Regions from separate parts of the Mus musculus genome. Here all the other regions are linked to region 4. The links are chromatin contacts, called in public ChIA-PET, Hi-C, HiChIP or PLAC-seq, Micro-C and promoter capture Hi-C maps. All regions are on one chromosome and are shown on one strand. The core of a region is the stretch at or near the end of the contact, and the rest is flanking DNA. Distances in the headings are between cores, read along the strand shown.

Region 1 (2,700 bases), core at 124-2,623, 320 kb after region 4:
ACTGCCCCACTCTTTCCCTCCCACCAATAGTTCCACCACCCACCAGCATGTGATGACCTCCAAGCCTACAAGAATTGGTCTTACATTGGTTCCACCATGACTGGGTCCAAGTGGTAGTCCCAGTGTGCAGGCGCAGTACCAGGCTATGCTTGGTACAAGACTGACTGCCTCCCACACCTTTTCTCAGGAATCTGGCTCTGGAATGAGCTCTGCAATGATCACAGGCTTCTTACCGTGTTTCTTGCCTCCCTTCCATTCTCCTTCATAGCGGAAGAAAGAATTTGGGTATACATATACGCCATAGCCTGTGTTCGGAAAAGAAGATGAACATAGCAATGGTTTGCCATCAACAGACACAGAGATGGGGCAGCTCAGGGTCTGGAGTAGTCTGCAGGTCATTTCTCATCAGTCTCTTGAACATGACAGGATGGTTAATTGCTCAAGATGGGTGCTCCCTCTCCCTTGCTTGGGTTTTGTTACATGGATAGTACTGAGGGAAAGGCAGGCCTGGCCAGAGGAGGGCTAAGACAAAAGCTGATTGTAGGCTCTTTAAGAGGAGGCGGTGAGGGCACGGAAGCAGTCAACAAGCTCCGTGAGGATACAGCAAAGAGCCCACCCTGCCAGGACCGTCACTATCCTCCTGTCCCCACGGGACAAAAATCCACACTCACTCCTAATTACTCCTGGCTGCCTCATCTTTTATCACGCAGCCAGCTCTGAGACATCACACCCAACACCCATCTCTCAGTTCCTGAGATGGATAAGCAACCCCACTGCTTTCTTGCCAGCAAGTCGCAGCCTGGGACGGGAAGACAGTGGCACTAGCATGGACTCTGACCTCATATCGATCCTGTTTCTCCGGTTTTAGAACAACTTTTCATCAGACTGCATTGGGCGAACCTCGTGTGCTCACCCAGCCAGCCTGACCTCAGCTCTACCTGCCCCCCCTGACGCAGGGTCGGCTGGCCGTGAGCCTGCAGCCTGGACCACGCCTGTGGAGCACGCGAACGCGACGGAGCTCCAGCGGGGAGACGCAGCCCGTACCGTTTCGCGGCGGCAGTCTCGGCGAGTGCCGACGCGGCTGGAGCGAAGCCTGGTAGGGATCGCCAGCTGCCTCCATCTTGCCGCCAAAGTTTCCCTAGCAACCATAAAGCTGCCTTCCATTGGCCTCCGGTTGCCATGGGGCGTGGCCAGGAGACCATAACATCCGAAGCAGCGGCGCCGGATCCGGAGCCTGAGGACGTCAATGCGCCTGTGCACCACGGCACGTTTCCGCCAACCCCGTCCTTCCGCCGGGAAGCGCTCCCGCCAACGGCCTCTGCGTCCATACCGGAAGCGGAAATGGTTGGAGCTTGGGCCCCGCCCCGCGGCCATCTTGGCGGCTGGAGGCGCCGCGGGACGGAACGGAAGTGCCTGTGCAGCTTCCCGGATCCGGAGCCGAGCTCTGGCGGCCGCCCTGCCCGCCATCCTCCTTCCGCAGCCGTGAGGGAGACCGCGGCTCGGCTGCACCGGAGCTGCGAGGTGCTGGGGGTGGGCTGGTGGCGCGGACCTGGTCGGGCGGCACACCACCGCCTTCCTCTGGGCTGTCAAGGCCACGGGCGAGCCGGCGGGCGGCGGGCGGGCGGGGCCGGGCAGCGCCTTTGAGCCTGGCGAGGGGTTGCCAGGGGCGGGCCGATCTCCGAGAGGGGTGCGCGAGGGGACTGCTGAGCGCTGCCCGCCGCGGCTCGCGCGCCGCCCCGACCCCCCGGCCCCAGGTCGTGGAGGAAGGTGGCCTGTTGTTGCCTGCACAGATCCAGGCGGCATGTGTTAGGTGTCCTCTTGCTACCCCACTACCGTGTTCAGTTTCGGGGCACACGTGTAGGAATTAAGCCCGAGCGCGAAGACAGTTACTGAATGGATCGAAGGGGTGCTGGTTAAATGGGTCTAGATTATATGGTGACATTAAGGCAGTAAAATGTCCAGCCCTCCAGGCTGTACTTCCAGCGTGGAGCAGATAAGGCTACATTGTCTCCCTTAGCAGGGTATCAGTGCAAGAGGGCTTCATACTTCCACATTGAGAACCCCCAGTGGCTTTTCTTTCTTAGTTCTTAATAACAGATACTATCCAGGAGGTGGTGGTGCACGCCTTTATGTGAGGCAGAGGCTGTGAGTTTGAGGCTAGCCTGGTCTACATGGAGCAACCCTGTTGGGGGCGGGGGGAAGACTTAGAGACTAGTTATACGTCTTGGAACTGCCTGTTTTTTTGATGTGAGTTTTTTTTTTTTTTTTAACCCTCATTAAGGTGCTCAGAAGAGCATCAGTAAACCCATACTCAGCCCCTTAGATCCAGGTTGTGTGTTGGGGAACTGGTTGCGGTGGAGGTAGAACATAGAGAAAGGGCTGGGGATGATCCAAGATGATCATTTCCCACCCCACCCCCAAAGGTGAGAGGGGCCCAGAGAGGGAAGGACTCAGAGGGGCAGGGTCTGGAAGGGTTGACAGGGAACAACTCTTGAGGCATGCAGGTGCAAGAGGCAGCGACCCCCAGATGCTGTGCAGAGCGCTTTCTTCTCTGTGGTGTATTACTAATTTAGGAGTGATGGATTGCAGAAACTAGACAAATGATGGGCTCCAGAACACGGGGGTAATGTTCTGTGTGTGGTACTTGTCCCCCTTAGAACAGTTTTTGTCTTGTTTTTTTTTTTTTTGTGACAGAGCATA
Region 2 (2,752 bases), core at 152-2,651, 340 kb after region 4:
TTCCAGTCCTTCCTCTGCTGAACTCATACCCCTGTCCAAGTGATGGGATCCGATCTTGTGGCTTTCTACCTTCTAGATGATGGCTGAGTCCTAAGTATCAGGCATACATACCACTGCTTACCTGACGCTGTCACATGGAGTCAGAATAAAAAGCCCCCAAGCCTACCCATGGCTTGCAGCTAGCTTCTAGTACTCCACCATGCAGACGATGAATCCTGACTTCCTGTTCCTGAGGCCAGCCCTGTGGAGTACCTTGTGATCTTTCCATGTGTCTCACCATGACCCTGCTCGTACCCTTCCCCCCACTCGATAGCCTCTTCCTTTTTATCTGCCTCGTACCCCATAAATGGAAAAGCCCATCCTGCTGAGAGAAAGTCTGGGGCAGTGAGTGCCCTCTGGCCAGTATCTTCCTTCCCGGAAACAGAGACTAATGCAGGTGATTTCCAGGAGCCTTCAAGCATCCCCTCCAGACCTGGGTGGGTTGTGGGCCCCTCAGTGCCCAGGACCTGCCGAGCACAGACAGCTACCTGCAATTGTGGTGAGGCCAAAGTAGGCTATGTCCGAGAGCAACTCGATCTCTTTCCTCCATTCCAGCCATTTCTTTGCACCTGAGAGAAGAAAAATATTAGCTCTAGAGAGGTGAAGTGGTTCTCTTAAGATGACTCCCAGCCGGGTAGTGGTGGCACACGCCTTTAATCCCAGCATTTGGGAGGCAGAGATTTCGAGTCCAGACTGACCAGAGTGAGTTCCAGGACAGCCAGGGCTACACAGAGAAACCCTGTCACTCCCGAAGGGCAGGTAAAGTCCAAGTCAAGTCACTCCTAAGACGACCCTCAACAACTCGTCTCTCCCTTCACCTCCTCTGCTGCCCTTGGTGACCGGAATGTCTCCGAGACGAAGACCGCCTCTTAAGAAGCCCCGACTGTAACTGTCTTGAGTCAGGTACTGTCCTAGAGACATGGAGCCCAGGAAAGTCTAGGTAGTGCTAACAACATAAGCCAGAGGCGACCTGTTTAGTATCAAACCTCGGCTCTCTGAAATCCCAAATCCCTGCCTGTGTGATCCACGTGTCTACCTATGAGAGTAATGACGTTAGGTCCACCCTGTAGGGGCGTCTGGAGAATAAATGGGCAAATGCTTGAGAAACACTAAAGCAGAGACCTGCAATGTGGTCAGCAGTGTGTACCTCTGTTTTGATCCCCGCTTTCCAAGCAAACTCTGGAGCTGCCGCCTGTCTGGGTGCCCGGAACGCTCACCCGCTAGGCTGTGCAGCGCTTCACCCGCCGCGCTCCGCAGGCCTCCCAGGTAGTACTCGTCCTTCTGCGCTGCCCGGATCACTTCAGGGGCACCCGCCCGCGCCATGGCCCGAATCGCAGAGCTCGCACCGCGCCTGCGCACCTCGTGGGCGGGGCCTGTGACGCTCGACGTGCGTCCGTCGTGGGGCTGAGGCTGCGAACACCACGCGGGCGAAGGCGGAGCCTAGGCGTGACATCTGTGGAGGCGGAGTAGTGGGCGTGTCCACGACATAGGGGTGGGGCTACCCGGGGAGGGGTGTGGTCTGTGCTTGGAGGGTGAAGCGGCACAGTGAAGTGGCGGGTAATGACAGGGAGGAGGTAGATACCTAGTGGGTAGGACCCCCGAGAAAGCTCAGCCTCGCAGATGTGTTTTTGGCCTGATTCAGGTTCAGTTTTCTGGCAGGAGGTACGTGTCTCTGGGCTGCAAAAGTGGATCTTTTGGGATAGCCACGTGATTCCAACGGACTGCTGAAGGCTCCAGTTGTTGGAGTTCCTCCCTGCCCATGCCCTGGTTTCTTCAGCTTGGGTTGGGCAATCCCAGATAGCACCTTTGACCACTGCTAGGAGGCAGTCACGGCTCATGCAGAGGCATGAACTTCTAGCCAAATCAAATGTGACAGTTTGAAATGTAGATTCTCTGAAGGCCCAAGGCCGCTTGTGCTGGAAGACTTTTCAAACTTGGAAGCTCATTTCTACCATAACCATGGGGTATGGCCTGTTCTAAGTGTCCCCGCCTGGACTGCTCCTTACACGCGACTGCTTTTTTGCATTCTCTTCTCTCAGCCATGGGGAACAAGACCAGAAACACTATTCAAGTATCTGTTGTTCTCAGGGATACGGCCTAAGTAAGCGTCTCTCTCCGTGGGCTTAAATCCTAGGCACAGCGGTGCCTTGATCCTCAAGTTCTTCCTTTGTGGGCTCTCAAGGATTCTTCCTATGGGACAAAACCCAAGATGGCCAGCAGGTGGAGCTATCAGCCCATCTTTTCTACTAGCTTGGGCTGCTAGAGCTTGTTAACCCAAACAGATCCTGCACAGATCAGGGAAACAAGAGGCTTTTCAGTGAGGAGAGAAAGTGGAAGGGCAAGATGAGTAGTGACATCATTGTAGATCAGTTCTCTGGATTCTCGGATGACCATGTGGCCTGGAGTCCCCCTTTGCTTCAGTGTTTCAGGGTTCCAGAACTCTGCGGTGGAGGTAGAGCGAGAGCTCTTGCTTACGGAAGGGGCATACGGCCCTTGCCACCTCCCACCCCTTGCCTTCTGAAGCACAAGGATCCTAAGACTGAGCCTTGTGACTTTCTCCTTGTAAACTCTTCCTCCTGCTTCAAGGATGGAGGACAGAAAGGCCAGGCTCCTGTTTCTCTGTGTAGCCCTGGATGTCCTGGAACTCACTTTGTAGACCAGGCTGGCCTCAAACTCAGAAATCTGCCTGTCTCTACCTCCCAAGTGCTGGGAT
Region 3 (2,895 bases), core at 277-2,776, 370 kb before region 4:
CCCAAGTCCGGCAGGTTGAGCCCAGTTTGGATAGGGCTTGGTGGAGACTGGGTCTCTTGTGCTCTCTCCATCTGATGGTGAGGCCAAAGGAAAGAGAAAGCTACTTCCCTGAGTCACAGCCAAGAAGACCTGATCATTTTTTCCAGAAGGGTTGGAAATAGGGCAGACTGAGGTATGACTGTAGGCTTGAGGGCTATGAGCCTCTCCTTCCTCTAAGACCCAGCTCCCTGGCAGAGCAAGCCTGACATAATAAGATTCTTCTGGATACCCTGTGTCCTCTGCTTATTCACAATGCAACAATGTATCTGGAGCTGGAGGTTGTTGGTGTCCACAGTCTTTGAGGGACTCACATGCACTGCTCTCATCCTCAAGGCTCAGGCAGAAGCATCGAGAACTTTCTGGTCCATTCAGAGGCCTGAGGTCTGTGGAGTGAAGCCAACACCCAGTGCCAAGATTCCCGGCAACGGGGTGGGGGACGGCAGCAGGACATAGCTCTTACTTGTTCCTGCAGCTAGCTTCTCAGGCTCAGCTGTATTGCTTCCTTTTTTAGGCAAAGCAGAGCTCAGGCACAGTCCTCAAGGCCCCACAGTGTCTCACCTGCCAGAAATGGAGGAAGTAAAACCATTGAGTCCCATCCGTCCTCCCTGCTGAGCATCCTCTTGCTGAGAGTGGGAAGGGAGGAGACATCCTGCCAGACAACACCCCCTCCTATGTGGGCCTCCATTCCAAATACTATAATTATTTACAGGAAAGCATCTTAAGGGCCGCGGTCTGTGCAGCCCTTCTGAAGGGCTCAATGTCCTGTGAACAACACTTGTAGACAGCTTCCTTTGGTCTGGGCTTAGCACTGACTGCAGGACCCAACTTTAGATGGCCAGTGGGTCTCTAATCCTGCTGGGGTCTGACCTGGGTGTAGCCCTGGAGCCCTGTTTGGGTAGTACATAGGACAGCAATAGGCCACTGTGTCTTTTCCTCCAAGAATTCAGGTGAGAGTTCTGGCAAGGTGGAGGCTCTTCATTCTGTAAGAAGCTTCTCATATGCTCCTGTCTCCTCTGAGGGCTGCGTCATTGCTTTCAAGTCTTTGGAGAAAGCCGGCTGCTCCTCCAGTTTATAGCCAAATTGGGTCCTTGTTGAGAGAAGGTTGCTTCTTTGTATAGCCCCACTTCTAAGGTTCTTTTGTCTTGTAAGGCTCTCCTGTCTTCAGGAGCTTTGCAGATCAGCAACTGCGGGGTGCGGGGGGGGGGGGAACCCTAAGGAGTAGGGGAGGAGGAGTGAGGAGGAGAATATGGACAACACATATTGCCGCCTGCAAAAGAGAGATGGGAATGTCTGTCAGCACACGCCCACACCTATATGCCTTTGTGGTTGCTGCGTGTCACCGCAAGTCCGGGACCGCTATGGCATGCATCACCGTGCAGTCTGTGCAGATTGGCCTCTGCGCGAGCGACTGAGTGCACGCGCCTCCCAAGCAGGAGTGGCCGCGAGTGGGTGTGGCTTCTCCGAGGTGGGTGGGGCCTGACTCACGGTAGGAGGGCAAGTTAGCAGCCAGCTGTGGTCGATCAAGAGCCCGCCACTCCAGGCGCGATGCTGTTCTGGACTGCGTTCAGCATGGCTTTGAGTCTGCGGTTGGCATTGGCGCGGAGCAGCATAGAGCGCGGTAAGTGTGGTGAAACCCGGATTCCAATTCTTCATAGCCGATCCGCTGCTGCCCACGCGGGTCATGAACTGTCCAGGTGCAGCCGCCGAACCAGTAGGTGGGAAGGCCGGGGGAGCGGGTGGGGCACACGCCAGCACCTCAGCCACCTGCGGTGGGCGCTCGGAGACATTCTTGGTGACTCAACTGAGCTAGAGCTGGACTTGGAGCGCCTGAGGCTACGGTCCCCCCCACTCCATCCCCCTCCCCCGTCCCGTCCCACCCCGCACCTCAGACATGGATTGTGGAGAAAGATGTTTAAGAGGTCTCCCTGACTCAGTTTCCTTACCTCTGAAAGGTCCCTCAGTAGAAAGGAGGTAAGAATATTGGAATGGCCACACCATGAGGGGGAAACCCCAAAGCCAGGACTAAATCCAGGCACTTGAGAGCTGTTGCGTATTTGAGTCTTAGTGATGGAAGGTCTCATCAGTACCTCAGCCGGCTGGGCAGGAAGAAAAGGGGATAAAAGGGAAGGCTCGCTAGACAATGGTTGGGTCCTCAGGCTGCTGCGGATGGGTATATCCTGCTTTCTTGGTACAGATGAAGCAGGGGATGGGGGCCAGGGGAGGGGAGGGGTGATGTCATCTGTAACCAGTCAGGACTCCAGTCTGGCCCTCTTATGGGCAGGAAGGGCTGTTCAGTGTGTGGTCTTCCCCATCTCTTCACTTTTGCTCTCCCATCCTCTCTTGTTGTCCCATGGGCTCAGAGTCCATTGCTTCACCTGGAAGATGAATAACCTCACTTAACTTCATCCTAGAGGTGTCCCTTCTGAAAATCAAGTATCAGGGAAGCATTGCATGTGGCTCAGGCCCCTCCTGAATACAGAATGTTCTACCTGCATGCAGTGTCTATTGAGGACAAGGGTCAGCATTTACCTACTAAAGGAGCACGGGGACAGCCCAGGATGCCCTGGGTACATGGACATTGTACAGTTGGGAACCAGAGGAGAGTGTGGGCCTTTTGTTGGCATTTATAGCCCCATTCTGAAGATTCTCTACCTGTATCTTTGGGCAAAGGCAAGCAAGCATGTGCTTAAAGAAAGTTCAGACCTTTGGGGGTGGTTCTGCCCTGGGCAAGGGGGTGCCTGGCAGGGCTACCTTGACTGAACCCCTTGTCTTTTCCTCTAGGTTCCACAGCATCAGACCCCCAGGGGGACCTGTTGTTCCTGTTGGACAGCTCAGCCAGCGTGTCACACTATGAGT
Region 4 (2,816 bases), core at 143-2,642:
TCCTCTTAGCCATGGAACGTTATGTTTTTACTGGTTCGGAGGATTGGGACGTTGGGTGTCCCTGGGGCCACTGTACTGCCTGTTCTATCTTTTCTTCTGAGAGGACAGCCCTCTCCTTAGAGAGGGCTGCAGAAACTCTCACTTGTCACAGGAGTTTTCCAGGGTTGCCATAACAAAGTGCTCCAACTTGAATTCTTTACACAACAGAAATGTATTCTGTCAGTCTTGAAGCTCGTCTTATTTATTTTAAAGACAAGAAGGGGAGGGCTTCAAGCTGGGTGTGGTGGCACAGGCCTTTTAGTCCCAGCACTCGGGAAGCAGACGTAGGTACATCTCTGAGTTTGAGGCCAGCCTGGTCTGCAGAGCAAGTTCCAGGACAACCAGGACCATACAGAAAAACCCTTTCTCAAAAACCAATCAAACCATTAACAAAAACTACTGTTCAGGAATAAATTTCTAATCTAAGATAAGCAAAGGTGTGCGGTTACACACGAGGAGAAGTGAGAATCACGGGTTTGTTCATAGTTAACCAGGAGAGGAGGGTACTATGTTATGGGTGAAGACAAGATTCTATTTATTGGCTTGGGTGGGCTTTTGATAAATTGTTTGATAATCAGTTCTTAAATTGTACACAAGAAGGTAGGCATCATTTGTTTGAAGACAATATTCATCAATGAATACCTGAGCAGTCTACTCATTACCTAGCTCACATTACTTACTAGTCCACTCATTACTTGGCCCACAGCACACCTTCATTCAGGGTGTATTTTGCTAAGCATTTTTACCCAGATAAGGGAGTCATTTTATGGAAAAATCAAGCTAAGGAGGCCTATCCACTTGCAATGAAGGGTTTTGTATTTAAAGCCAGGCTGGAACAGCGGGAGGTGACTCTTACTTTCAGCTCTCAGACTGATGCCTGGCTCTTCACCAGCAGGATTGATGCTGACGCTTCATAGGCTGTGGTAACCACGTGACTCACCGCCACGTGTCCACGCAGAAAAGTTACCCCTTGTTCAGCGCATCCTCAGTGCAGCCCCAAGGCTGAAGTCGCCAGTACCCACCTCTCTGGGCAGCCCAGTGATGTCCCTCAGCGATGAGACTTCAGCAAAGGTCCCCCAAGAGTGGGCTGCACTGTTGGCAAACCTCCTCAGGAACGGCTCCTCGGTGGTGGTCCCTCAGCAGCAACAACCTCTCAAGAATGGTCCCTGGCGACTGCCCCTTAGCAACAGCTCCTCACAAATGACCCCTAGAAAGTGGTCCAGTAACTAGGTCGCCTCCCAGAAACAGATCCTCGGCGACGGTTCCTCAGCACTGGCCCCCGCAGAATCAGTTCCTTAAGCCGCTAGACCATGGCCTCTTAACGGCCCGACTGCCCCCAGCCACCGTGGGTCTGAGGCTGCGTAGTTTGGGCGCGCAGCTCCATGGCAACGGAAGGCTGCTTTGGGGTAGCGGGCGGGGCTGAGGCTGCGGAGGGAGAGCTTGTGCGCAGGCGTAGTGCAACAGCGGGGGTAAAGTGGGACGAGCATCGCGGAGGGCAGAGTCAAAGCTGACTGTTGCCCAGACGATTCTCCTGGAGACTGGGGCAGGTGCTCGAGAACTTGTCTAAAGCCAGTTGAAACTTGGGTCAACTGCTTACTTAAAAGACCATTTACGCAGAAGTTAGGATCTCCTGCGTCTCTTGGATCTGAATTCTGGCTCTCCCAGGGCTTTGCAGCCTGTGTTGTGCCCTCTAGGTGGTGACATCTGACTCCTCTGGATAACTCACAGGACTCTTTGGATTGTTTTTGGTCGTTTAAGTTGGCGTGGTCACTAGTCCGGGCAGGAGGTGGGCTCAACAGTGGACAGGACATGTTCCCTTTCCTCAGAGTCGCAGGGATGACTGGCAACTCCTGTAGTTTTGTCTTGGAGATGGAGAACCTTCAGCGTTAAGAAGTCCTCAAAATAATACAGAGCCTGTGGAAATGTCAGTGGAGATTGGTGGGGGGTACCTCTGCACTCCCTTCAGATACTTTGCCTGTGAAATACCACTGCAATACTGTATAGGTGTGTGTGTGGCTGGGGATCGAACCCAGGTGTTCTATAAGTTTAGAGCTTTGTGTATGGAAGCCGGATGTCCTAGTAAAGCAATTTGGGAAAGATAGCCAGTTGGTTTGTAACCTTTAGCTGAGGGAGAATGTGAACTGGGCCTCCTACTCTGGGTTGACCCTGGTATATGGCTGAGCAGAGAGGGTTGTGAAGTAACCATATCCAATACTAATATTTGTGGTATGAAGTATAATCCCCACTATAGTAAAATAAGTGAATAAATTGGTCTTCTCTTTCACGTTGCCTCAAATATTTGTTTACAGGGACAAAACTCTGACTAACACATGTAATTTTCTCTGGGGTATACTATACTCCTCTGTTAGGCTGGCCAAGCCTGTCAGGTATACATTAGGTTTGCCTCCCTTCCACTTTTTTTGTTTTGTTTTGTTTTTTGAGACAGGGTTTCTCTGTGCAGCCCTGGCTGTCCTGGAACTCACTCTGTAGACCAGGCTGGCCTCGAACTCAGAAATCCACCTGCCTCTGCCTCCCAAGTGCTGGGATTAAAGGCGTATGCTACCATGCCCGGCTCCCTTCCACTTTTATCTCAATATGCCAGTTGGGAATCAAGAACCAAAGGATTTCTCAGTTCAATTCTTCTTCTTCTTCTTCTTCTTCTTCTTCTTCTTCTTCTTCTTCTTCTTCTTCTTCTTCTTCTTCTTCTTCTTCTTCTTCTCCTCCTCCTCCTCCTCCTCCTCCTCCTCCTCCTCCTTCTTTCCTCCTCCTTTTCTTCT
Region 5 (2,700 bases), core at 69-2,568, 450 kb after region 4:
CGTGGAGACCCCACCCTCCCAGACAGCCCACTGTGAGCGCGCATCAGACAGCCAAGGCCATGTGGACCTTGAGGTGAGGCCCCATGGGCCCTACGCCCACGCAGGCTGAGTGCTTTCCTATGAGGAAACACCTGCAGTTCCGCCTTCACAAAAGGCAAATGTGCCCAGGGCACAGCCCGCCTGCAGGGTGCTTGCCCAGCAGCAACGGGCCCTGAAGAAAGTCCTCTACGGGCTGGGGTGAGCCAACCCCCGACTCTACAAATATCATAGAACCCCCGGTGGTGACCAGGAACTTCGCAGAAGTCACTTGCTGAAATGCAAACACAAAACAACCCCACGGGGTCGGACGGGCGGCAGAGGGTGGGCCCTGATTATCCCCAAATGACAACTCTGCACACACATTCTCTAAGAATGACCCTCCTGCTGGCCAGCCAGCCGGAGGAGGGAGCCTTCGGAAGAAGGTAGCGGCCAACCTGGGGCTGAACTGCGGCTGGGGAATGTCTTCCCACATCCAGAGGAACGAGCTCATCCTCTGGTCCGCTCCAGGCACCGGTCGGCCGCTGGGTCACCAGGGCCGCCAGAGGCCGCAGGCGGGTTGGCGCGAGGTGGAGACCGCAGCAGCAGCAGCCTTAGCGGAGGAGCGGGCCGGTTGGGGCGCAGCTCCGGGCGCCGGGGGCTCCTTGGCAGGAGCGGCGGGAGCTGGGGGCCGCTGGAAGTGGTAAAGCAGCTTCATCTGCGTGTCGCTGGCGGCGTGCAGGGTCAGGAACTGTACCGCCTCCTGCAGGCACCAGGAGTAGCCCTCGCTGTAGTCCTGGTGCAGGCTCTTGGGGCCGGCGGCCGCGGCGAAGGCTGTGGGGAGACGAAGCGGCATGAGTGGGGCGCGCGCGGTGGGAGCCACATCGGCCGGGAGCAGGAGGCGGGCGCAGGCGCCGGGCTCACCTTTGCTGTGTTTCAGGTAGCTGACGGCCATCTCCAGGATGTCGGCCTTCTCCAGCTTGGAGTTGGGCTGGTGCCGCGCGAACTCCTGCTCCAGCAGCAGCTTCAGCTGCTCTATGCTGCTGTTGATGCGGTCCCGACGCATCTTCTCCACCACCGGCTTCCGCAGCTGCGGGAGGAGAGGCGTCAGGTGGGCGGCGGACGCCGGAGGCCCCGGGGGAACCGGACGGCGCGCGCCGGGCGAGTTGCACTTACTCGGTTTTTCTCCTTGGGACTGAGCATCTCCACCGCCACGGTACTTGGGGCCATGCCTGGAGCTCTGGAGGCGATTAGCGAGCGGAGCGGAGCGGAGCGGACAGAGCCAGGCGTCCCGGACTGGCGCGACCTGGACCCCAGCACGCCAGCCCTATATAGGCGCGGGCAGCGGCCCGGCGCCTGGGGTCCGGGCGCCGCGGCCGTTCCCACACTCGGCGGCCAATGGCGGCGCCGGCCGCACAAAGGCGCCGGCCCATTAGCGCACGCTAAATTGCCTGTGAATTGGCGCGGGCACAATGGTCGCTCCCCGAGGAGCAGGTGGGCCGCGCGGCACAATGTCCGGGCTGTGGGAACGCGCTCGCCCTCATTAGCATCCCGGGGCCTGATGCTGAGAGCCCCGCGCCTCAATATGCTGCCTTTTCCCAGGCCGCGGGGAGGTGGGGAGGGCAGGAAGGAGTGCTCTCCCCCCCCCTTCTCTCCCTTCTTCCCTCCCACTCCCCAGAGGCTCCCCACCGCTGGCTGGCAGAGGCCACAGGCGCAGAGAAATGAGAGTTTTACAATGAACAGACAGCGACTTCCAGAGGAGTGGGCACCCTCCCCAGCTGGGACCTGTTGCCCACAGGCACAGTGGGTTAAAGTGGGCCACATTCTCTCAAACAGATGCTGCCGCCATGCCATTCGCAGGTACAGGATGAGAGAGGGACTCATGTATTTAGAATTTAGGCGCTTTATTGCCAGTTCTGTCAGTTGAGAGGAGTGACTTCTCCGCAGCTAGAAATGGCCACGCGCGGAGCCTGCCAAGCGTACTTCTAGGCTAGCTGAATTTGCTTTGGATAATGCCTAGCACAAAGCCCCATACCTAGGAAGCCCTCAGGAACCCCTGAACCCACAGGGTATCTGGACTGCTCTTGTGTCACCAGGTGCCACATGCATCTCTGAAACAGGAGGACCGTGCCTCCTTCATGCTGTCCGTGATCACTACTCCCGCGTGGCTTTTAGGAAACCATGGCTGCCCTTAACTCCTCTCATGACATCCCCCTCAGCTCGTGCGGGCGCGCGCGTGCATGCCTCTGTGTGTGTGTTCCAGTTTCATTCAGCATTTTGTGTTGGCAGGTAGAAGGTGGGAGACCTAAAAATAAGCCCCCATATGAATGCTGTGCCAGTGTGGATGGGCCTCTTTGTAAGAACTGATAACCGTGGTTCCTAACCAGGTGACCTTACTAGTCACACCCTAGACACCTAGGGGATGGCCATGTAGGAGCGTCCCTCCATCTGGAACCTGTACTATTTCCCCAATACTCTGCAGGGGCTGAGGGAGGAGATAAGGCCCCGTGCTTCCTCCTAGGGTCAACCTAAGACCTAGCCAGGCCCAAACCAGGAGGCTGGCATCAGAGCACAATAGCCAGTGTGGAATGAAACCAGGTTCTCTGGATGGATGTCAGCCATGTCTGAGCTCAGGAACTGAAGGGCCTTCACAGTGCCCACTAGGGAAACGCCCTCCTGCTATGG
Region 6 (2,700 bases), core at 85-2,584, 390 kb before region 4:
AGCTCATAAGTACTTACAAGAACTATAACCCAGCGCACAAGTACAGCTTTCACAAATGACAAAACAAAACAAAACAAAACAAAACAAAACAAAAAACCACTTTTGCCCAAACATGTAAAGGGAATTCCTCGGGAATGAAAGTCAACATCCTGCGGCTACAGAAGGCTAAGCTCCGGGGGCATGGAGGGCTGAGCTCCCGAAGCCGGTTTGGAAGAGAGCCTAGCTCTAGGGAGATGAAGGACAAGCTGGGGGTTGGGGTCGGGCTTACGGTCCTCAGGTTCCGCTTCTTAAGTCTGCGGGCCTTCGTACACTTAACGAAGGCTCTGGTCACCGCCCTGACGGCCAGGCGGTAGCAGCGATTCTTCCTTCCCCGAAAATGCTGGATGAAGAAGAGGGGAGAAGGGTGTCGGGATGGCAGCGCGGCCCTCCACCCCCGCCCCACGCCTCGGGCCGCGACTCGCGCACTCACCTGAGCGTGTTTCAGCACCTCCTGAACCCGCCAATAGCGATCGGTGAGGCGGTTCCGCAGCCAGAGCCGCGTCGTGAGGAAGACCATGATGGGCTCCCGAAGCCCGACCGGCTGCCAGAAGCGCTTCCGGGTCAACGGTCAGACAGGCCAGCCCTGCCGGATGTGTGCGAGCACTGTCTTCCGGGGCGCCTCTAGACTCGCTCCCTCAGTTCCGTTGTGCCAGACCGTCCGCACGCGGGAGAATGGTTAGAGCATAAACTGGAGGAAGCCCCGCGGGCGGGGATGGCGAGCAGTCCCGGACGGAAATCAGATCTACAGAAACCGCCAAGGAACACTCGGTGGTCCGCTCTTCTGTGGGCATCAGTTGACCCTAAAGGAAAGTAAAAGAAATTGGGCTGGTGAGATGGCTCAGTGGGTAAGAGCACCCGACTGCTCTTCTAGAGTTCAAATCCCAGCAACCACATGGTGGCTCACAACCATCTGTAACAAGATCTGACGCCCAAATAAATAAATGAATGAATGAATAAATGAATAAATAAATAAGAATAGCCATGTGAACAGTATGTTTAAGAAAAGGAAAAGAAAGTAAAGGAAATTAAATCAAGTAAACCCATTCCAAAGACAGCTAGTCTGAGTCAAAGGCTCACATGAACAAAGGTATCTACTGTCCTGAAGATGTATCCTGGGGATGGAGCCCAACCTCCCGCAGGTACAGAGGCCAAGTTTCGGGGGGTGGAGGGCTGAGCTCCTGGAGCTGTGGGAGATACAAGCTCTACCGAGATGAAGGCGAAGCTGACAGTCGGAGTGGGACTCGCAGTCAACTCAGCAGAATTGGGGCTGGAGAGAGGGTTAAGAGCACTGACAGCTCTTCCGAAAGTCAAATCCCAGCAACCACGTGGTGGCTCACAACCATCCGTAGTTAGATCTGACGCCCTCTTCTGGAGAGTATGAAGACACCTACAATGTACTTAGATATAATAAATCTTTTTAAAAAAGAAAAAGAAAGAAAGAAAGAAAACAACAGCAGAATTTAGCTTATTCACCAGCTTTACTTGGAGTAAAGGTCTGAGTAAGAAGTTGGCTACCGCCGGGAGGTGGTGGCGAACGCCTTTAATCCCAGCACTTGGGAGGCAGAGGCAGGCAGATTTCTTGAGTTCGAGGGCAGCCTGGTCTACAAAGTGAGTTCCAGGACAGCCAGGGCTACACAGAGAAACCCTGTCTCGAAAAGCAAAAAAAAAAAAAAAAAAAAAAGTTGGCCACCAAGCCAGATGGTGGTGGCACATGCCTTCGATCCACTCAGGAGGCAGAGGGAGATGGATGTCTTGAGTTCAAGGCCAGCCTGGTCTACAGAATGAGTCCCAGAACAGTCAGGGCTACACAGAGAAACCCTGTCTCAAAAAACAACAAAGTAAAACATTTGTCTGTCAGGTCCCAGATGAGGAAGTAGACATGGACTCTCATCCCCAACCAAGAAGCTATCTCCAATTGCCAGCTGCTCCTAAAAGAAAAATTAGTTTTTCCTTGAGGGAAAGTCTTACACAGGGAGTCTTACATAGTATACTACAAACCACACCTTAAGGGCAGGCCCCAGGTCCAGATGGCCAACAGAAAACAAATTCAAAGGTATTTTGGGAGATTTTTTTTGGGGGGGTCTCATATTGTTTTGTTTGGGAATTTTTTTTAACTTTACTGTTCGTTTGCTTATATTATTGATGATGATAGGTTATTTCTTCACAGGTGAAATGAGCCAATTCAAGTCAGATTAGAACATTTAAAGGTAGGTTTGGCCCAAAGGATTGAGAGAGGAGGATTGGCCAAAATGTCTGGCTTACATAGGGAGGAGCCTTTGGTGGAAGGGCAGCTCAGTCCCTGGGCTGGAAAGTTTAAGGTTGGGGGCAGAGTGTCCTTGCCAGGTAGGAACTGAGGGATGCTGGGAGAACCTGCAAGCCAGGTCTGCTTTGATATGTAAAATATGTACCTGAGTTCCCTGTCCCAGGATCTGAAACTAAACAATTATGGTTTCTGAATTTGAGTTTTTATGTCTTTGAGTGTTTCTCATGTTCTTTTGTAGGTTCTTGTTTTTTCTTTTTTTTTTTCAATAATTTATTTTTGTATTCACTTTACATCCAATTGCAGCACCCCCTTCTCCCAGTCCCACCCTTACAAATCCCTCCCACTCTCACCCACTCCCCTTCTCCTCAGAGAAAGGAGAGCCCCCCCCCTTGGGTACC
Region 7 (2,714 bases), core at 85-2,584, 510 kb after region 4:
AACAGGAAGCAGAGGAAGCCCCATCTCTGGATTTCTTCTGGTGGTGCTTCCAGGACCAGTTGCTCTACAGGACCAGCTCCTCCTGATTCTGCAACTTTATTTTCTTTCCTTTTTTAAAATGTACCTTTGCACACCTGTGTGCACTTGTGTGTGCCCGGGGAGTCCAGCGGTTGAGTGTTTTACTCAGTGCCTCTCAATCGTATTTCTTGAGACAAGGTCTATTGCTGATTCTCATGCCTTTGCTTCCCCCAGGACATGGGATTACAGGTCTCTGTCATTTTACCGAGTCACCTCCCCAGCCTACTCTTGCTTGCATAGGTTTGGGCCCAATGTGAGTGCCTGGTGCCTGAAGAGACCGTAAGGGAGCATCAGATGCCCTCAAGCTGGACTTGCAGAGGATTGTGAGTCGCTGTAGGGATGCTGGGAACCAAACCGTGGGCCCTCTGCAAGAGCAGCTAGTGCTCTTAACCACTGAGCCATCTCTCTAGCTTCTCCTTTTGACACAGTGATATGTATGGTTCCTAACTTCCTGCCTGGCTGTTCAGCCTCAGCTAGGTATCTTGTGGTGGCTCTCTTCCTTTCCTAGCCTCTACATCTGTCAGATGCTTGAACATGGCCCTAGAAAGCATCACAGGGCTTACTTAGTGAGGAAAGGACAGAACACGTGGATTCCTGAGCCTTCTACTCTTCCTAGGGACACACCACTGCGAGCTCCTGTTTATCTCCTTTGGATTGTTGTACATGAGAGCCCGTAGTTTAAAAACTGACATCCACACAGCAGGAAATGGTACTTTACGATGGAAGTTAATAGGATTTCGCGAAAATGCAAAGCAGGAACTTAGACTTGGAAAGGCTGGTCCTTTCACTACTGTAAGTGCCGGCTGCCCTACTGTTCCTCACACTAGTGATTTGTGAGTTCGATTCCCCGTTTCAACTTTTTGGCTCTAATTCTACCACCCTGCTGCACTACTAGGGACCACCTGATGCTAGTGGAGAGCTACGCAAACGCTAGAGAGCCACGCAAACGCATTCTGCGCAGGCGCACCGCTTGCAGACTGTCCATTGAGCTTTACCTGCTACGCCATTGGCTAATAAGCTTATACATATGAGAACAACCTAGGCTTAGGCAAAGAGATCTGCAGTGATTGTCTCTTTGGAGAGAGGGTGTGCCTGTATACTAATATCAGGGGCGGAGCCTGGGGCGAGACAAGCGCACAGTCATGTGACCTGAACCCCCTGGAGGTGGTGCCCACCAGGACTGGGGCGGGATTATGGGCGGGGCATAGGCTGGCTGAAGAGGCTGCGCAGGACAGAGTGAGCCTCCCCAGGCTGCGAGAAGGGACCGTGGAGCAGAAAGGGACGGAGGAGGCCATGAATGTGGTGGACCTTGGTCGCGTAGGAGCGTGTGTCTTGAAACATGCAGTGACTGGGGAGGTGAGATTTGGCTCGCGCAGGGCGGAGAACGCCTCCCCTAATACCTGGCCCAGAGCCTTGGCAACTCACATGGGTTGGAGTGGAGGTCCTGAGGGGTCCTATGAGTTCGCGTACTGGGCGTGGGTACAGCTCATGGTCCACAGAGGAACCATCAGGAGGACCAGTCAGCTGCGAATCTTGGAGCAGCACGCTGCGGGACATGTGAGGCTGCCGGGCATAGGGGGTTGGTGAGCCCATGTCCCCTGACCGATCCATTCTGTAGGCTGTGGAGCTGCGGAGCCTATGGCAGGAGAAAGCTTGTGTGGTGGCCGGTCTGCGACGCTTCGGCTGCATGGTGTGCCGCTGGATCGCCCAGGACCTCAGCAACCTCCGGAGCATCCTGGACCAACACGATGTGCGCCTGGTGGGCGTGGGGCCTGAGGCCCTGGGCCTGCAGGAGTTTCTGGATGGTGGTTACTTCTCAGGAGGTGCGACTCTTCCCGGACTCAGAGCCTGGGCTGACCTCTCCCTTTCTAGGCCCAACAAGAACATATTCATGTGTCAGCATATGCAGCTCTTCCCTGCCCTGCCTTCAGCCTGTGCCCTGGCTGGTGCCCAGACCTAGTGGCAAAGTCCCAGTGACTCTTGCCCTTCCCGTTTAAGCAGTGGTGACATTCAATCCTGCCTTGCTACTCATGGCTTGGGTGGGTGGAGCTGGATACAGTAAGTGGAGGGGACAGACTGTAGGAAGCCTGGGGCACATAGCTGTGGCTTTCCTTTCTAGAACTCTACCTTGATGAGAGCAAGCAAATCTATAAGGAGCTGGGCTTCAAGCGGTAAGTGTGACTGTTTGTGGGCATGAGTCTAACCAGGGACAACAGGAGGACAGAGTGGCCACCGCTCTCTTATGTACCTTCTTGCTACTGCCATCTGCTCTGCTCTCCAGTTTGTCTCATGGAAACTGACACTGGTGCTTCAGCCAGCCCTTCTTTGAGTCTTCTAATGGGTGTTGGTCCAAGGCAGGCCTGTCCTCAGAAGTCTGCTATTTCATAAACAGGAGGGACCTTGGAGCCCAGTGCCTTAGCCATGGCTCATTGCAGTCCTCTGTTGCCACAGACTGCCTGTCATGATAGGCAGTGCCGGCTAAGCGAGATCCCTGGGCACACCCAGCTTGGAGCTCATTCCCCACACTCCACACCACCTCTCCAGGGCCCCCAAGGCTAGCTGTATTCAACCTGGGGGCTCTCAGGGCTTGTGTAGAGCCTAGTTAGACTGGTTGCTGATCTGCCTGAGCCCTGGGT

The links. Promoter capture Hi-C pulls out the DNA fragments that hold promoters and counts their contacts. A called contact is a pair of places that touch in the nucleus more often than the background predicts. ChIA-PET counts read pairs in DNA pulled down with a chosen protein or histone mark. HiChIP or PLAC-seq counts read pairs in DNA pulled down with a chosen protein or histone mark.
Region 1: an RNA polymerase II ChIA-PET map of memory CD8 T cells shows a contact between it and region 4, with 10 read pairs. The contact joins the promoter of Rer1 here to the promoter of Cfap74 in region 4. A contact is called at or near these places in 4 of 39 promoter capture datasets (frontonasal cranial neural crest, hippocampal neurons, liver and 1 more), 6 of 484 Hi-C or Micro-C datasets (CD4 T cells, cerebellum, embryonic stem cells and 2 more) and 3 of 115 datasets of contacts at active chromatin or transcription factors (embryonic stem cells, extraembryonic endoderm stem cells and memory CD8 T cells).
Region 2: a Hi-C map of uterus shows a contact between it and region 4, with 4 times the contacts expected there. The contact joins the promoter of Pex10 here to the promoter of Cfap74 in region 4. A contact is called at or near these places in 1 of 484 Hi-C or Micro-C datasets (uterus) and 1 of 9 other capture datasets (adipose tissue).
Region 3: a promoter capture Hi-C map of pre-B cells shows a contact between it and region 4, with 2.1 times the contacts expected there. The contact joins the promoter of Vwa1 here to the promoter of Cfap74 in region 4. A contact is called at or near these places in 6 of 39 promoter capture datasets (embryonic stem cells, hippocampal neurons, liver and 2 more), 3 of 484 Hi-C or Micro-C datasets (the N1E-115 cell line, embryonic stem cells and reprogramming fibroblasts), 2 of 115 datasets of contacts at active chromatin or transcription factors (the 230-238 cell line and bone marrow-derived macrophages) and 1 of 9 other capture datasets (pancreatic islet).
Region 5: a contact with region 4 is called in a Micro-C map of embryonic stem cells, with 2.5 times the contacts expected there. The contact joins the promoter of Hes5 here to the promoter of Cfap74 in region 4. A contact is called at or near these places in 1 of 484 Hi-C or Micro-C datasets (embryonic stem cells), 1 of 115 datasets of contacts at active chromatin or transcription factors (astrocytes) and 1 of 9 other capture datasets (pancreatic islet).
Region 6: a promoter capture Hi-C map of cranial neural crest shows a contact between it and region 4. The contact joins the promoter of Mrpl20 here to the promoter of Cfap74 in region 4. A contact is called at or near these places in 4 of 39 promoter capture datasets (cranial neural crest, frontonasal cranial neural crest, hippocampal neurons and 1 more).
Region 7: a contact with region 4 is called in an H3K27ac HiChIP or PLAC-seq map of embryonic stem cells, with 2.4 times the contacts expected there. The contact joins the promoter of Prxl2b here to the promoter of Cfap74 in region 4. A contact is called at or near these places in 5 of 39 promoter capture datasets (the 3T3-L1 cell line, the C10 cell line, cranial neural crest and 2 more), 1 of 484 Hi-C or Micro-C datasets (CD4 T cells) and 1 of 115 datasets of contacts at active chromatin or transcription factors (embryonic stem cells).

The regions. Positions count from the first base shown.
Region 1 is chr4:155,085,026-155,087,725 of GRCm38.p6, reverse strand. It overlaps Rer1 (retention in endoplasmic reticulum sorting receptor 1), which reads left to right and starts at 1,373. Exons shown (of 7, transcript NM_026395.2): 1 at 1,373-1,521. Morn1 (MORN repeat containing 1) reads right to left here and starts at 1,149. Exons shown (of 14, transcript NM_001081100.1): 1 at 1,045-1,149; 2 at 234-305. The coding sequence starts at 1,120.
Region 2 is chr4:155,065,679-155,068,430 of GRCm38.p6, reverse strand. Pex10 (peroxisomal biogenesis factor 10) reads right to left here and starts at 1,401. Exons shown (of 6, transcript NM_001042407.1): 1 at 1,257-1,401; 2 at 528-608. The coding sequence starts at 1,362.
Region 3 is chr4:155,773,192-155,776,086 of GRCm38.p6, reverse strand. It overlaps Vwa1 (von Willebrand factor A domain containing 1), which reads left to right and starts at 1,526. Exons shown (of 4, transcript NM_147776.4): 1 at 1,526-1,657; 2 at 2,821-2,895. The coding sequence starts at 1,585.
Region 4 is chr4:155,407,816-155,410,631 of GRCm38.p6, reverse strand. It overlaps Cfap74 (cilia and flagella associated protein 74), which reads right to left and starts at 1,392. Exons shown (of 39, transcript NM_001368738.1): 1 at 1,062-1,392. The region is part of intron 2 of 5830444B04Rik (RIKEN cDNA 5830444B04 gene); the gene reads left to right.
Region 5 is chr4:154,959,541-154,962,240 of GRCm38.p6, reverse strand. It overlaps Hes5 (hes family bHLH transcription factor 5), which reads right to left and starts at 1,318. Exons shown (of 3, transcript NM_010419.4): 1 at 1,192-1,318; 2 at 940-1,105; 3 at 1-849. The coding sequence starts at 1,245. The coding sequence ends at 566.
Region 6 is chr4:155,801,512-155,804,211 of GRCm38.p6, reverse strand. Mrpl20 (mitochondrial ribosomal protein L20) reads right to left here and starts at 1,334. Exons shown (of 5, transcript NM_025570.3): 1 at 1,117-1,334; 2 at 470-839; 3 at 269-379. The coding sequence starts at 556.
Region 7 is chr4:154,897,663-154,900,376 of GRCm38.p6, reverse strand. It overlaps Prxl2b (peroxiredoxin like 2B), which reads left to right and starts at 1,334. Exons shown (of 7, transcript NM_025582.3): 1 at 1,334-1,434; 2 at 1,697-1,901; 3 at 2,198-2,249. The coding sequence starts at 1,372. Gm52690 (a long non-coding RNA gene) reads right to left here. Exons shown (of 2, transcript XR_003955190.1): 1 at 2,327-2,714; 2 at 1-1,946.